Linked DNA regions of Pan troglodytes: region 2 is linked to region 1. A link is a contact called in public Hi-C data. All regions are on one chromosome and are shown on one strand. Each heading gives the region's core, a stretch centred on a gene start, on an enhancer-like site or on the middle of the called end of the contact. The rest is flanking DNA. Distances are from core to core; before and after follow the strand shown.

Region 1 (3,193 bases), core at 547-3,046:
CCAACCTAGGCAACAAGAGCAAAACTCCGTCCCCCAAAAAATAAGCCGGGCGCGGTGGCACAGACCTGTAATCCCAGCTACTCAGGAGGCTGAGACAGGAGAATCACTTGAACCCAGGAGGCGGAGGTTGCAGTGAGCTGAGATTGCACCACTGCACTCCAGCCTGGGTGACAGTGTGAAACCCTGTCTCAAAAAAAAAAAAAAAAAAAATTAAAGTTCTTCTCCTTAAAAAAAAAAATTGAATGTGCAAAAACCCATATTTGACAAAACAGGGCACTATTCTCATCCAGGAGACCTCATTCACTGAATTGGACTGCTGGTATCATTCTTTCTGTGTATGTGAGGTACGTTATAACAGACAGGTTAGTAAGACTTGTTGAATTCATGCTGAGCAAATTGTTGGAGATGTTTTTCTCTGTAATTTCAGTGACTTTGCTCCAAGAATCCTGGAGAAAATTTCTTCTCTGTCTGATAATAACGTTAATAACCAATATTTATTAAGCATTTACTATGTTTCACAAATATACATTATCTCATTAATGATTGTTAATCCTTAACAACAATCTTATGAAGTTCATGTTATTGTTATGCCTTAACCAACTCACAGATAAGAACTTTAAGGATCAGAGGAGTTCATTTTTTTTTTCCCCTTCACCCAGGCTCAAGTGCAGTGGCACCACCTCTACTCACTGCAACTTCTGCCTCCCGGGTTCAAGCAATTCTCCTGCCTCAGCCTCCCGAGTAGCTGCATTACAAGCATGTGCCACCATGCCCAGCTAATTTTTGTATTTTTAGTAGAGTTGGGGTTTCACCATGTTGGCCAGGCTGGCCTCAAACTCCTGACCTTAAGTGATTCACCAACCTCAGCTTCCCAAAGTGCTGGAATAACAAGTGTGAGCCACCATGCCCGGCCCCAAAAGAGTTAATATTTTAATCAAGGTTAATTTGAAGTAGGTCTATATAATGCAAAAGCTTCATGATCATTATTCCTCCTAATACTAATACTGGTTTCTTTCTGGCATCTAGTGTATTCTACTAGCCAGTAATAGTGTGTTTACTGTGTTGGCCCACCCTTCACACAGGTGTCCCTCCTCTGTGATTTCACAACCCCTGTAATTGACTGTTGTCTGCCTTCCCCAAAAGACTGAGAGTTCCTTAAGGACAATACCTCTTCACAAAGTCCTGTGGTGCTTGGTAAGGGATGATGGATAGATGGACAGATGGACAGATGGATGAAAGCCTGAAGGGCAGAGAAGGAGGGCTAGATCACTGGATTTTATCAGCCAGGTAAATAGAAGCTCCATGAAGTTTCTAAGCAGGGGCAGGATAAAAACTTTGATCCAGGAATATCTGGCACTCTCTGGAGGTGAGGGGTGGTGAGGGGACATGAGGGGAAGGGAGTAGTTAGGAGGTCCTTAGCAGATCTGAAGGGAAGGAGTCCCAATGCTGGGAGGCAGTAATGCCATATTAAATGGCAGTTTCAAAGGCATCAGGGATCTGGGCCTAAGAAGTGGGCCCACTAGGGACCTGATTAAGAACAAAAGTCCTACAAAGTCTCATACTTTCACTCTCTGGCCTCAAAGGACACTGCTGCTCTGCCTTCCCATCTAGGTAACCGGTGCTCTTTGCTTTGCTTTTAAGATATAACACATTCCCAGCCTCAAAATCCCAGTCTGCTCATGAGGGAGCCACAGACACAAACAGGCAAGATGCCCTCCACTGTCGTTTCCTCCTCACTTAGTGGGAAGCCACTCACTTTCCCAACCTCTCCTCATGGGGGCAGCAGGAGCCTGCTGTGGCGCCACCCATGATCTTTCCCCGTCTGGGTGCTTCTGCTTCTAGCTCCTGGGCTCTTCCTGCTAGAGACCTAAAGGTGGGCAATGCTGGCCAGGAGAGATGGCGTCCATGCCAGCCCATGTCCAGCCAGCCTGAGGCTGAGGCTTCTGGCCTTTCTCCCAGCACCTTCTCCCAAACAATCTAGACACTGGATAACCTGCCCTAAAGAGGACTGGACACCCCACCCACCAGAACCCTCAACCCTGGGACCTCTCCCCGAACGAACGTGTGAAACCCTCCTTTCTCACTCCCTATGACCAGGCAGGATTATACCAACCTTAAAGTGGAGGGGAGGGGGGGACTTTGAAATTGGTCACAGAATATTTTTAGGGTTTGGGAATCACAGGGATTTTAGTTTGTTTATGCTGACTTTTTTGATGTGTTCAAAGAATTTCACTTTAAGTGTTTCCCAAGAGGTTTGCAAAATCAGTATGCACAGAGGATGCCACAAACCTGCCCACAAAGCCCTCCTTCAGTACCTAATTAGAATGGCAAATCAGGATATCTGAAGGCTCTAGGTTTTGAAGCGAAATTTCTGTAGAAAACAGCATAAAAGTACTCATTACTGACAGGCCTCAACTTGCTGTGGGTCTTAATGAGCTTTCTGTTAGACTCTGTTAGACTCGGGCTCCAGCAACACCCCCTCCCCCACAGAGACAACCTAGGGGAAACACTCCCTCGGCCACCATTCTGCTCGGTAAGGTATTTTCCTCTCCACTGATCAAAGTGGAAGAAGAAGGAGACATTTTCAAGTTTAAAAACTCTCATTCCAACTTTGGAGTTTGCAGGCCCCTAATCCCCAGGTGAAAGGGTAAAGTGATTGGGTCATCTGGGCTGCTGGTTCCAAAACGCAGCTGCGCCAGCACCCCCTGGGAACCTATAAAGAATACAGAGGCCTGGGCCCCACAGGACCTGGCATTTTTAAACACCTTTCATGACCACTGACTAGGCTACTGTTTTCTCAGCTACTGGGTTGTACAATCACACCTGAAAGTATCACCTCACACATGTTAGGAGGCCATTATCAAAAAGATGAAAGATAAGTATTGGTGAGGATGTGGAGAAAAGGGAACCTTGTACACTGTTGGTGGGAATGTAAATTCGTACAGCCATTATGGAAAATGGTATAGAGGCTCCTCAAAAAATTAAAAATAGAGGCTGGGTGTGGTGGCTCACACCTGCAATCCTCATACTTTGGGAGGGCAAGGCGGGCAGATCACCTGAGGTCAGGAGTTCGAGACCAGCCTGGCCAACATGGCAAAACTCCATCTCTACTAAAAATAACGAAAATTAGCCAGGCATGGTGAGAGGCACCTGTAATCCCAGCTACTCAGGAGGCTGAGGTAGGAGAATCACT
Region 2 (3,082 bases), core at 31-2,530, 240 kb after region 1:
TACTATGTCTTCACCATTCCCCTACAAACAGCTTTCTTCTTCTTGCATCTCTTATATGCTGTGGCCTTTGATGCTACAATAGATTTAAAAATTTTCCCAACAGAGCTTTCCTGCCTGAAACCCACCAGGAAAGATTTCAGGACATTTCTTTAATAACTAATCTTGTTCAAAGAGGCAGGCCTCCTTCGTTTCACTTAATTCAAACCCCCACTGTTCAAAATAAGAATATAATTATAACCTCAATTTCTATCGGGCCAGTATAGGAAAAGAACTACAACAGGCTCTCTCTTCCACGTTATGTCCAGACTTTTTTCCTTAGTTTCTCCTTCCTCATTTCCCTCCTCAATCCCTCCTCCCCCAAAAAATAATTCCACAGCTAGAGAATGTCGTTTTTAAAGCCAGAAATTCAGTGAGGAAAATAAGTATGTGCCTTTTTCTTCAATTATTTATGATTCCTCCGTCACTCAGGAAGAGTTAAGCTAGTATTTTTTAATCTGACCGCTCTCTCAGAAGGATGATGCGCTAAATACACACTGAAAGAATAGTCTTCCCAAAGCAAGTGGATTCGCGGCTAAAGGCAACGCGGTGGGAGTGGGGGGGTCCGGGGAGAAGAAAAAGTATCCTTGGCCCCCAGAGCCAGAGATGGGACAGGAGGTGAAAGAAGGGGCCGTCACTGAGAAGTGCAACACACACACTCGCCAGAACTAACAATCTGCCAAGAAAATAGGACCGGCCACTGCGGCTCCAGCCCGGTCCCGCAGGACAAGGCGGGGGAGGGGGGCCGGCGGGCCGGGGGGCCTGCCCTCCTTCTGTGGGACAAAACTAACTCCCTGGCGCACCTCCGCTCCCGAGAAGAGGGGCCTGGTGGGGACGCGGGCTCCTCGCACCTCCAGCGCAGCACTTGCTCACGGCCTGGGTGGAAGCAAGGCCCGGAGGGAGGGGAGAGTCGGGCTGGGCAACGCCAAGAGCACGGGATGGAGGGTCAGACGCGGGCACCCAAGGCACTGGGGGCCGCGACAAGAGACCCTTCCAGCCCGGGAACCCCGGGGCCCCTCTCCACCCTTGCAGAGCAGGACCCCGAATATCGTCCCCAGCCGCACCGACCGCTCCTCACCTCAAGCTGCCTGAGCCTCCGCCTCTACCACAACCTGAGCCGCCGAAGCCGCCACAGTCCGAGCCATTTTTCCCCTCAGCTGGCTCAGCCGCCGCCGAAAGCTTCGGCCGACTCCACAGCCAGCCAAGCGCAGCACGTCACTTCCGGACAGGGAAGCACCGCCTTCCCCGCCCGGGCTTGTTGCGAATTGGCTGGCGCGGACGGCCTACCTGAGCTGGCGGGCGGGGCGTGGACGCTTCCCGAGTGGCGTGAGCAAGGGAGCTGGGGCGCTGGGGCGCTGGGGCGCTGGGGCGCACGGGCCCGGGGGACCAGGGTCTGGCTCTCTCCCGAGGAATGCTGAGCAGGCTCTGGACGCCTCTCCGTGCACACCCCAGACCTGGGGAGGGGAGCTCTCCGGACACCCCAGCTGGCCGCCCCTCGGGCCCTGAGTCCGAAGACGCGCTAAACAGGGCCCGGGCACTGAAGTACCCTATTGTTCTCATCCCCTCTCCCGGGACCACACACCCTCCTCCATCTAGGCTGAGGTTCCCAGGTTTGTGTCTTGGCCCCTGGCGGCGTCGAGATTACTTTGTGATTGGAAGACTGAAAGGAACAGGCAAGACTTAAACTCGTCCACTCCAACCAGTATTTACCGAGGCCTCACGGTGGGTCAGGTGGTATACGGTGGGTAATTAGTAGCCTATCACGTGGTTTCTGTAAAATGCTTGATAGCACGTAAAACGCTTTCAGGTCGGCGTCTCGTTTCATCCTCACAACAGCCAGGTAAGGAAGATAACCCCCTGATAATAACTCACAGCCAGACGGCTCTTTCTACATTACAAAGTATTTTCACATGCAACCTCCATAATAATATATTCTTATTGAGAATTTAATGAGATTATGCTTGTAAAGCGTTTGGTCCTCACGTGTTAGATTTAAAAATTACATAACCATGGGAAGATATAGGAAAATTATCCCCATTTACAGATGGGGCTTCTGGGGCACAAAGATGTTAAGGGGAGAGGAACGATTCCATAGCGTTTTACAACAAGATTGTCTTTTAAGCAGTAGGAGAAGGGGGTCCACACCATCCAGACGTTCACAGTCTGATGTGGCAGACTGATTTAGGCTGCATTTCTCAGCCTAAACTAAAAATTATCAGCCTATATGATATACGCATAATTAGAAGGCTCTAAGAGAAGTTGAACTTTCAGCAAATAACGGGAAAGAAAGAAATTGGTCTGATTTGGCAGGGACGGGGGTTGGCGAAAGGGGGCTAGGGCAATGGGGAATGTAGAGTGGATGAATCCCTCATAGCGCTGTAATAAACATGCCTGCACCTCCGCAGGGATGGTAAAATTGGATGGAGTTTCTATTCTATGGGGAATTCTAGAAACAAATGTGATTATTTCTTATGGCTGTAGCTACCGGCTGTTGTACACCCCCGCCCCCTTCCAACTCCTATCTTTCCCCCAACCCCGCCCCTCCTCTATGCACACACACTTCCAGGCAGGCTACACACTCTAGAAGAATGTCCCTTAGAAATCAACTTAGTTCCGCAGCATTGTTCTGCTTTATCTTCTGATCAAAGGAGGAATTTCTAAAATTGGCAGCAGCTCTTTCACAAGATTAAAAAGGGTGGGGAAAGTGATTTATCTCAGGGTAGCTTCCTAGCTTCTGCTCCAGATCTGAGTGTGCCTTCAGGAAAGAAGGAAGAGGCCTTGGGAGAACACTGAGTCTTCAGGAAAGAGTAACTATTTGTCTTTTTTTTTTTTCTTTTGTTCTCTTTCTTTCTTTCTTTTCTTTCTTTCTTTCTTTTCTTTTTCTTTCTTTCTCTTTCTTTATTCCTCTCTCCCTCTCTCTCTTTCTTCCTTTCTTTTTTTTTTTGATCCAGTGAGACAGACTGGATTTTTTCTTCTAATTTTTTCTTCTAATTTTTTTTTTTTAATGAAATGTATTTCCCCTGAGTCCCAGCAGCAGAGGGCCCTG

What was found. A called contact is a pair of places that touch in the nucleus more often than the background predicts.
Region 2: a contact with region 1 is called in a Hi-C map of stem cell-derived neural progenitor cells, with 4 times the contacts expected there. The contact joins the promoter of PIK3C2A here to the enhancer-like site in region 1. A contact is called at or near these places in 1 of 7 Hi-C or Micro-C datasets (stem cell-derived neural progenitor cells) and 1 of 1 datasets of contacts at active chromatin or transcription factors (stem cell-derived excitatory neurons).

The regions. Positions count from the first base shown.
Region 1 is chr9:21,031,410-21,034,602 of NHGRI_mPanTro3-v2.0_pri, forward strand. All of the region lies in intron 3 of PLEKHA7 (pleckstrin homology domain containing A7), which reads right to left. Among named protein-coding and RNA genes, the nearest start is that of PLEKHA7, 80 kb to the right of the region's middle. Within about 2 kb of position 1,797, at least 6 of the 24 cell types and tissues checked have an H3K27ac peak or open chromatin away from gene starts, as enhancers often do. A contact at or near this core is called in stem cell-derived neural progenitor cells, where this site is marked.
Region 2 is chr9:21,267,841-21,270,922 of NHGRI_mPanTro3-v2.0_pri, forward strand. It overlaps PIK3C2A (phosphatidylinositol-4-phosphate 3-kinase catalytic subunit type 2 alpha), which reads right to left and starts at 1,281. Exons shown (of 32, transcript XR_010147498.1): 1 at 1,115-1,281.